Regions from separate parts of the Anas platyrhynchos genome. Here region 1 is linked to region 2. The links are chromatin contacts, called in public Hi-C maps. All regions are on one chromosome and are shown on one strand. Each heading gives the region's core, a stretch centred on a gene start, on an enhancer-like site or on the middle of the called end of the contact. The rest is flanking DNA. Distances are from core to core; before and after follow the strand shown.

Region 1 (5,278 bases), core at 2,375-4,874, 36 kb before region 2:
GCCCAGAACCTCCACCGAGATTAGTTCCACCCTTTGCACTGGCTGCTGCTTCTCTAATGGCTTTAATTTAAACAAACAAACAAAATTAAAAATAAAAAAAAAAAAAAAAAGAGAGGTAGTGAGGATTCTTGGAGGATGCTTCAGCCATTCAAATTATGATGGGGGACATTACTGTGGAGTTAGAAAGCCCATGGCACACAGCCATGCTTTCGTAAATTTGCAAGGGATGAATTTTTTACATTTACTTTTTCTCTTTGGTCAAAGAAAGCATTCTCCAAGGGCCAACTACAGAAAAAAGTCTCTGGCCTTCTTGGCAGAAATCCTTGTTGCTTACACAGCCAGGATTTCCTCCGCTCCAGCTCTTGTGTGACCCATGTTCTCAACGCATCCAGGGCCAAATGAGGATCTTTTTACTCTGGGTTGAATCTGACCACTTTTCTTATGTGGAAAAGATGCAAGAAATTCTGTGGGCTGATGAAAGATGGTACTGGGGATGAAGAAAGGTGGCCTGGGCTGCTGGCCTGGTGTGAAGAGGAAGGAAGGGCTGAGGACCAGGACACGGATCTGCTCCAGCATTGCCTGTTAGATCTGATGGGAAGGGGTGGGCTGGGCCCCATACCGGTGGGGGGGATACAGCAGCTTGGGGCTGTGCTGGTGGATGAACAGCTACTCTTTGTGTTATAGTTCATGACTTGTATCTAAGTGAAATTAAACTGAATAACCAAAAATGCTGTTCTGCAGCACCAGGACAGAGCAGGCAGTAGAAATTTGGTGACAATCTGGACCTGCCTGTGTTTGTGAGGTCTTCTTGTAGCAATACCGTGCCCAGGTTTGCCAGGGCAGTAGCCACTGGGCAGTAGTAGCACCCTAAAACATTGGTATGGTGAAAAGCAGGGGGGAAGGCAGGCGGCATCACGTGCAGAGGGCTCGGGAGAGGATCAGGCCAAAGTTCTCTGCAGCCCAGCTCCAGCTGCTGCTGTCAAACTGCTCAGCATGGGAGGCAGGAGGGTGTCTGCATGTCCCGTCCCTCCAGCCTCAGAGATTAGATCTACTCTGCTTTTTACTTGCCTTCAGCTTCCAAACGAGCATCGGCAGCAACACTGCCACAGAGAATTTTTTTTTTCTGATTTATGAAAACAGATGTGCCTCTGCTTTTTTTTTTTTTTTTTTTTTTTTTTGAGCTCATTTGAATGTATACAATGCTCTTCCAGCTTTGCAAAATCATCAGTTACCAGATGTCTTTTAAATTGTTGTACTTTAGTCAGAGGTTAAAACTATGTCAAAACAGTCACTGATAAGACTTTATATCACACCTAAAATACAGTATGATTTCCTCCAGCTCTTTCCAATGAAAACTTCTCTCATGGAAATTTTATGGCTCACAAAAGATTTGCCACCCACCCTTCACTATGCTTTCAGTCCTGGATTTACTGATAAATGCTTTTAATAATTACCAGTGGCTCTGTACCTCTTTCTGACAGACATCTCATCTCTCTGACAGCAGAGAAAAGGCCTATTGTAACTGGAATTAGGGCGGTACCCTGGTGAAAAGCACCTGCAGTTGTACAGTCTGGGTCCACGTTCAAATCTTCTCCTGTGCCTGAAGTTGTTCATGAGCAGGATTTTGGCCAGTTTTGAACCCAGGGTAGCCAGAGGAGGGGGGATGGTTGTAGATCTCCTGTGGTACAGGAGGGTTTGGGGTCCTGTGGGGCTGGGAGGGAGCTGTGAACGTTGAAAGCACGAGTAGGTTGGGCTGTGGCTGCCTTCCTGACTCTGCTCTCCAGGGTCTCATCCAGCCTCAGCACCAGCTGCCAAAATCTCATACCGAGCGGCTATTTTGGGATAAAGCAACACCGCGCGTTACTTTAGAGATGTTTAGAGATAGACTTAATAAAGTCAAGTAATAAGGTTTGACAAGCTGAAGATTAGAAAGAGCCATTCTGAACATCTGCCCTGGCCTCAGTCGTAAGAGGCTAAACGGGGACACGCACTGTCCCGGGGCCAGGATGCCCTCTCCAGGGATGGCATGGGCTGCACGGGTGGCTCACCTATTTGCAAAGCAGTCTGTGAACTGTGCCCTGTGAGGGCAAACCAGCATGGATAACCCGGCAATGGTCGTTTGCCTTATAAAAATAAAAAGGGAAGAAAAAAGCCAGCTCCCAAGTGCAGTGTTTCAGGAGCTGCGAGCAGCCGTGCTCTCTGTGCAGCAGGCGCAGGGCAGCCAGCTGGGGGGGGTGACTCCAGCAGTTGTCCTGGTGTAAATCATCCTGTCCCCAAAGCTGCAGGCTCACGTGGCTCACACTCATCCCGACAGCAAGCCGCAGAGAGCGGGGACCGAGGGGCCCTGCCACAGTCCTGAGCTCTGCAGGATCAGCGGGGCCACGCTTCTCCCAGCTCCGCTTGTCACCAGCACAAGGGCTGCAGAGCACAGCTGCTAATTGCTTGGGGCTTTTTGCTCTTGCTGGTGGTTGTTATTGTTTTGGTTTGGTTATTTTTTTTTCCTTTTTTTTTTTTTTTTTTTTTGTCGTAGGGCCAACCCAGAATAGAATCATGAGATCGGTGTTTATAACCTCCCAAATAATCCATACACTGTTTTTAGTGCTGACACTGTGCATGAAAGGCTGTGTCACCACCATGCTCATGTTTCCATGTGACACCGAAGCTTGCTGTTTTTTCCCATTTCATAACTAATAATTGAAATGAGTTTGACAGCCTTGGTTTAAGCTTTAGCTTATTGGTTCCCATGTCACAGACAGGCTCGGTTAGCAAGAAATTTTTGTCAGAGGAGAATTACAGTTCAGCCTTGAAATGTGCTAGCAGCCTGTGCAAAGTTTTAAATTCTTGACCAAAGTTAGATAAAGCTGACTAAAAGTGTGACGTTTGACGTACAGTGTCTATTTATCTTTTCATTCTGACCAAAAATACCTAGAGTGGAAGTAGTGTGTGCCTCATTTGCATCCAAGCAGAGAACAGTTGAGCTCCTCTAAAGAAAAGAGTAAACACTGCACTTTAAATATTTTTAAAACGTTTTCAATTCTCTGCAACTCTCCCTATATGTCTGTTTTATATATATGTATATATAACCTTTAAAGAAAAAATAATTACTTGTTTTCAAGGTGCAGGAAAAGCTTATTTCGTTGGTAATAAGAAAAAACTGTCAGCTCTCCCACAGCAATCATTCCTAGCTCCAAGTTCCAGCCTGAATACAGATGGAGCTTTGATTTTATCACAAATTTGCAATGAGTTTGTGCTCTGTATCCTGCTGTTAATCCTGCGGTGGAAATCAGCTCCTCGTAACACCTGGTGCCAAGACACAGCCGTGAGCCCAACCCGAGCACAGCCGGCTGCAGTTAGAGCAAAAGCAGCCTCGTGGTCTGGAAGCGGGCAAGTCATCGCCGGGCACTTTCACACCGAGAGATCCTGCCTCTTGGTGTGAAATCACTGCCCGGCCCCGCAGCCCTGGGCTGCCCTCCTGGGTCCCTTTCAGCCCAGCTATTTATTCGAGCTCCGTTTGTCTGTGCTCGTTGGGGACCGCTCCTCCCCTCTGGGCACGCAGCAAGAGGAGCTGTTTTTAGACAGTGTTTTTAGTTATAGTTTCCAGCGGGATGAGCTATCTCGCAGCACAGCTCGGATGAGGGAGGAACAGCATGTGAAATACAGCAGCTTCTGGGGTCAGCTGAGGAGCAAGTGCCTGCAGAGCTGGGAGCCCCGGGCTGCTCCATGAGCCCTCGGCGCGTCGGCTCCGGGTGCTGGGCTTCGTCAGGGCGATGCTGTTTACTGAGCCTCCCCACCAGGCTCTGGCTAGGCAGGGAGCATGAATGCTGTAGGAACTGAAGTCGAATGTAAATTCCGAATGTTTTTGTCCTCTTTGCTGACTTTCTGCCACCAGGTCTTGTTCTGTCTTTGCGCCACGGTTTCCAGAAGCTGAATGGAAGGCTTAGGGGGTTTTGGAGGGGCTTTTTGGGGAAATGTTTATTGCACGTATGCTTTAGATCTGAAGGGACCCTGAGCCTGACCTCTGGTATATGACATGAGTATTGAATTTCATGCACTTAACTCCCACAGTTTGTCCAAGACTGACCACAGTGCTTTCCAAAGGGAAAAAAATGTTCTTAAAAAAAGAAAATAGGCTTTTTTTTTCTTTTCTTTTTTTTTTTTTTTTTTTCAGTCTGTTCAACATTGTAGAAATGCTTCTTATTCCTAAAAACATGCCAATAGCTAGGAGTCAGAGGGATTTTCAAGAAAGCTCCCGGACAGAGCTCCTGATCTGAGGTTCTCCCTGCCTTCCCCACCATCCCATTGCCCTCCTCACACTGCACCCACTCTGCTCTCCTGGTCCTCTGCTGGGGAAAGGTCGTGCATTCCCACCCACCCCCAAAAAATTCAAATTGGACCTCTTTGTTTGCCTGAAATGAAATTTATTCTCCAGTCTATGATCTTTAAAGGCCAAAAATGAAGATTATTGTCCCAGGCACCTTTTTGCCGTATCTGTGGCAGACTATGAGGGAAAGCTAATGGGAGCCTTGAAGAGATAAATGAAAACAATGTTTACAAGGTTGGACCTATGCCCCTTTATAGTACAATTTTGTTTTTACAGCCATGGTTTGAGGGACATTAAACAAGCTAAGGGGGCAGAGGGAGGAAGAGGTACCCATTTGGGGTACCTCTGGAAGTGGAGATCATTTGACCCAGCTCAACAGCAACAAGATTAATCTGCCCATGCCCTACATTTGGATGGGAAACTGCCAGCTCAAAACATGTATTTATTATTCCATACAGATGTCTGCAATGAAGTATGAGCCATCACTGCTGCTTCTCTTCAGCACAAACCCAGTGGGGCTGGGCATCCCAAAACTACAGAGAAAAAAGCTGTCCCTACCACAAAGAGGTTTCAGACTCATAAAGTAATTACTTATCTTCGGCCATTAATTTCCCTTTTTGTTTTTGCAGTACCCACATAATTTCCATTCTCTCCCAGACTTCCAAAATATAATGCCAAATAAATGATTTAATGATTTCATATAACCTCCTGAGATAGGGAGGACTGTGACAGAGATAGTGCCACTGGGCACTGACATGCCTGAGGCAATGGAAGATTGGGGAATTCATGTGGGGCATGCAGAGATCTGGAAAGCTGCACCATGGCCTTTCCAAAATGACACAGCCGAAGATATTCTAGAGATTATCCTCCAAAATCTCAGTGGTCAAGGGTTTAATGACTCTCGAGCAGAGGTCAAATGTCTGCTTATTATCAATCACCTATTGCCAGTTTAACTGC
Region 2 (4,954 bases), core at 869-3,368:
CCAGACAAAACAGAAAGTGCCTCACACCAATACACCACAGCAGCCCGAGTCCCTCAGCATCAGTGTGAGAATCCCAGGAGGATGCTAGATTTGTCCTGTCCACGCAGGAGGAAAAACAAGAGACTTTAAGAGCTTAATTCCCAGGAATTCCACCTTTAACTAAGCTTTCCCATTTCCTCCTGCAATTTGGAGAAAACCAAAGGCTGCAGAAACGCCTTTAAAAACTTCCCAAGTACCTGACAAGTTATGGAATAACACATGCATAAAGTTGTCTGCTTTTATGTGACTCCATTTTTTTAACAGACTTTTTCTTTACACGTGATTCCTTCCATTGATTTTTAATTAAAATCACCAGTACATCTGATTTACCAAAAACTATTTCTTGGATATACGAGGGATTTTGAAGCAGAATGCTTCAACCATGTAAGAATAATGAAATAGGTTTTCTTTTATCAGAAACAGGTAACTGATAAAACAAGTGGTTTCTCAGCCAAGAAAGAAATTCCATTTTAAGAATTTTCAGGGATCTCTACTGCCAGCCTCTAGATCTTGTTGATCTAGAGGACCCGAGGCACCCCTCTCCACGCCTTCCAGCAAAGCGGGAGCAGCCAGGGGTGTGTGCCAGTGGCACAGGGCAGCCGACACGCACAGGGAAAGGGCAGGGGCAGTGCGGCCCTGTCTGCAGGATAGAGAGAGGGAGAAACAGGATACTCAGTTTTAACTCTGAGGTCCAAGACTTTTCATCTTTTGCGCTCACAGAGTATATTTAGCTCTGGTATGTAGCCTGCTCCCATCTGCGGGGAACAAGTTCTTCATGTAAGTCATATTTAGAAGTGACCCAGTGTCCTTGCCACCGAATTATCAGCACAACTGTCTAAGTTCCCTCTCTGGTGTCCCCAGCTCAGAGGCAGGCTGCTCAGAGCTGCATTTATCATTCAAATTACTGGGCATGTGTTTAATACTACCAAAGTTAGGGACCAGCGTGCCAGCAGCTGCGCAAAAGAAAGACGAGATCAAGAACAGGCTGCACTGCTCTGAAAATTCAGGCGTGTGCACGGATCTGCTGTGCCGGGATTAAAACAGCACCAGAACGGGAGAAGCTTATATCTGCTGCTCCCCGGCTCCTGCAGCCAGGGGAAAGGGCCTGGGTCGCTGCTCTGCAGAGGGCAAAGAGCAAATCCACTGATGCAAATGGAACCACAGCAAGGAGAAGGCACTTTCCTTTCTGGCTTCCTTTTACGTTGTTCTATACGATGACACAAGATGTGGGACACGAGCAAACTGTACCCAAAGCAACAGTGCCAAGCCCTTGGGTGCAACACCAGCACTTGCAACCTCGAAGTAAATGTCCAAGAAAAACTGCAAAGCTGTTGGATCTGTTTATAAATACACATCTATTCTTAAAAACCAAAAAGCTCTCTGACTGGCAAGCGCTCGGTCTGAATAGCAGTGAGTGTGCCTGAGAACTAGCAGCTGAAGCCATTTGGAAAATGGATTTGAATGTTACTTAGGAAATCCCCCCCCGAATGCTTTCATGTTATTGGCACACGACAAACAACAGGTGCCGGGTGAGCCATCCCCATGGGAGCCGCTTGTGACCGGCGGAGCAGCCCGGGGTCCTGCAGCAAGCCAGCTTTTTGATAAGTGGTGAAATAGGAAGTCAGAGCACGGGGGATGCCAGCTGACAGAGACCGAGCACAGCAAGGACAGCATGCGCCTGTTTATAAGCATAACCACAGAAAAGATGAAAGTTTGTTTCCTTTTATTTTTAACCCAATAGAGAAGTTTTAAGGATAAACAGCTGCAAGGGAGGGTGGGCTGACACAAAGAGGGACTTTCTTCACTTCCTAGCTGCAGCACCATCAGTACACGAAATGTTAAACTCAGAGATTTAACCATTTCCAGTGCTGCCTGACACCGAACACAGGCCGAAATAAGCAGCTACAGGCCAGGAAGAGGTGGGGTCTCTGGAGCAACGACACCCCATGTGCAGATATGGAAAGAGCTGGATCCTGCTGCAAGGACAGCGATATGTTTCCAAGAGCTCAGTCACTTACTCAGCCACTGGTAGATCTCCCACACAGATAGCTCCTTCGCTGAGGCACAGCCACAGGAATGCATCTGCCATGCACTGCCTGCATCCAGAGCTGAAAGCACGGCTGGGGAGAGAAGAATCAGGGAATCCCCTGCTTCGGGCGCCAGGGGCCCAGAAGAGAGGACCACGAGGGGGGCACAACGCAGCTCTGCTGCACCACCACGTACTCCTGGCTGAGTGGTCTACATAGGTGCTCCTCGCAGCTTCCAACAAGTGTGATGTTTCTCCAAACTTCTTTAAAGGACAACTGCTTCAGTAAGAGACCGCTGCAGTAAGAGACAGCTCCATTTGCAGTCTCTCCCTCCTCTATTCTCATAAACACAACGCCACACCAGCCAGCAACTGCAGGCAAATGCTGTGGCATTCCCATCTGCCTCCAAGCAAAGTGCAACCTGTAAGCTACCGACTGAGCCCCGAGGCCTGAAGTTGCTTCCCTAAACCCAGAAGCCAGATCTCCGAGTCACCCTGACACAGACGCATCCTTCGCCTTGCATTACTGTTACGATCTCTGGTTACGACAGCCTAGAGACTACTTTTCAAAACAGGATTTACTACCGACTCCGCGCTGTCTGCCGTGTATGTGCCTCCCCTGCCAGGACAGCAGGAGGAAGGAGAGAGGCTCTTCATGGTTTCTCTTTCTGTTCCGCATACCCCGGGCAATATTTACAGCTGCATTTGGGTCCCTGGGGCTGGGGGGAAGCCTTCAGTTTATAAATAATCTTCACTAATGTTTGGGTAATTTTCATAGTTTCCATTCATTTTAAGTTTCACCAAAACCTGCTTTTTGCGGCTTTGTAGCTCGAATGTGACTGGCTGGTCTTCTCTTCCTTAACTGCCTAGCAGTTCGCGGGCTGTTCATTCATTTCTTCCTTGCCAAGTCCAGCTTGCACACCTAGCACCCCGCGTCCCATAACAATGGTCTTTCAGAAACTGCGTGCCAGTGCCTGGATGCAAACACTTTGCAGAGAGAAACTGAGGGAGGGAAAGCCCTGAGATGTCTTATGTGTGGCAACGCAGACCAGCCAGAGACCTTTATTTGGGGAAGCTCCACAAGGCACACAGCAAATGGGCAACAGCAAGTTGGTCACACTTCCCAAGTCAGACAGACCCTGATAAGCTCCTCACCTACCCTCAAATCCCTCAAAGGGCAAAGGAAATTGTGGCTCCAAGGGAATGCAAGAGCAGAGCCCTCTTACTTCTGCTGGTCTCCTGACAAGACAAAGAGGGAACCGGTGGCCAAGCTCCGCTGCTTGACTGAACACCTGACGCTTTGCTCAGAAGCCACAGAGCAGCCTCAGCCACAGTGCTCAGTTAAATGGCTCTACGTTTCGCCAAACCCATGTTTCTAGTGATCCTGCTCCAGCAATGTCCGAATGCAATGAAATTCGTGTTTACCGATGCTTGCAAATAATGATATATAATCTGCTCCCTCCAGTCTCCTGGTTCCTGTCTCTTGGCAACTGATAAATAATTTACAGTGCTCTCTGCTGTATGTGCTCACTGCAGCTCTGCTGGTTTAATGATGGAACCAATGCCGGAGAACTGGAACAGTAACTGTCTAGATCACAAGGAACACCGAGTCAGTTGATCCCACACTCCTCTCTACATGAAACTAAGAGCAAACTGTTCAAAAAGAAAACCCACGTTTTTCACAGCTGCAGAGCTGTGGTGCTGGGTAGGAGCAGCACATGCGGGAAGAGCAGATTATCTGCAAGGGGAGCTGGTGCGAGCTGACGCTCCTGCCAGCACTAGGGCTTTAACACGCTTCACCATTTTGCTCTTTTCTGTTGGCACGCATGGTAAACCTCGTAACATGCTGGGTTTTATCATCAACTTCTATTGTGTGCTCTTGTGCGATTTGGAAAGCCTCCGGTGTTTGCATCTCAGAGATGCTGCCTGCCTCTGATCCTAGGAAAGCTGCTATAGCTCCCATGCGAGGACAGCTGTTGAAGAGCAACAGCTTGCCTACCTGGACTATTGTGGCTCTTGCACCAAAAAACCCTCCTCGTTTCATGACAGATGCTCTTCAAGTCTTTCCAACAGAGTCGTAACCACTTAGGAAAACTGGCGTGTTTGAACCGTACACAGCGCACATACACTGGGTGTGCACTATTGTGGCAACACAGCCTCTTACATCCATAAACTCATTGGAATGAGATTACCCAGGCAGTTGGCAGAGAAGCGAAAGTTTCTGTTTTGTTGTTAGCTGCTCCCCCCACCCGCCCCCAAAAAAAAGAAAGAAAAGAAAAGAAAATGCTATGAACAGAGAACAGGGAATGGATGAAATATTTCTGTTGACAAAGGCCAAGATCCCATCTATTTATATTAGTCACATAAAAACCACAACAGAGCAGTTCTCAAAAGCTTTAAAAAATGCACCTACTTTCTTAATGCTCTTAGAAAATAATAATAAAAAAACCCTATCAATATTCACTTTCTGAAATGGTGTAAAAAAAAGAACTGCATCAATCATTAAACAGTTAAATGAAGGCAGTATGACAGTCACTATTGTTCTCATGAAGCACACTTGTCTTTTCCCGAGCAGCTGCCAGATCCTATTAGATGTATAAAAAGAGGACTTTTCTAACTGAGTAGGGATGGTATAAGCTATTGAAAACAGCAGACAAAAGCCCACTTTTGCAGACTATTCAAGCCTTGTATAACATCTGTCCAAAATCAATTTTTGACCTAATGTTACTTTCATTAAGTAACAGACTTTGTTTCCAATGCAATTTGTTTTCTAGGATAAAACTGTACCCTGAGCATTATTATGTGGGAAACGGCAGAGAGGAAGCAGAAGATCTTATTTGAGAAACATGAGAGCAGAATTTGCTTAATTGTTTTGACACCTTAAGTACT

The links. A called contact is a pair of places that touch in the nucleus more often than the background predicts.
Region 1: a Hi-C map of skeletal muscle shows a contact between it and region 2, with 2.6 times the contacts expected there. The contact joins two enhancer-like sites. A contact is called at or near these places in 5 of 8 Hi-C or Micro-C datasets (F5 follicle, skeletal muscle, small yellow follicle and 1 more).

What each region holds. Positions count from the first base shown.
Region 1 is chr21:12,800,642-12,805,919 of IASCAAS_PekinDuck_T2T, reverse strand. It overlaps LOC101793813. Among named protein-coding and RNA genes, the nearest start is that of CTCFL, 41 kb to the left of the region's middle. Within about 2 kb of position 3,624, at least 1 of the 8 cell types and tissues checked has an H3K27ac peak or open chromatin away from gene starts, as enhancers often do.
Region 2 is chr21:12,763,320-12,768,273 of IASCAAS_PekinDuck_T2T, reverse strand. All of the region lies in intron 3 of RBM38 (RNA binding motif protein 38), which reads right to left. Among named protein-coding and RNA genes, the nearest start is that of RBM38, 4.4 kb to the right of the region's middle. Within about 2 kb of position 2,118, at least 5 of the 8 cell types and tissues checked have an H3K27ac peak or open chromatin away from gene starts, as enhancers often do.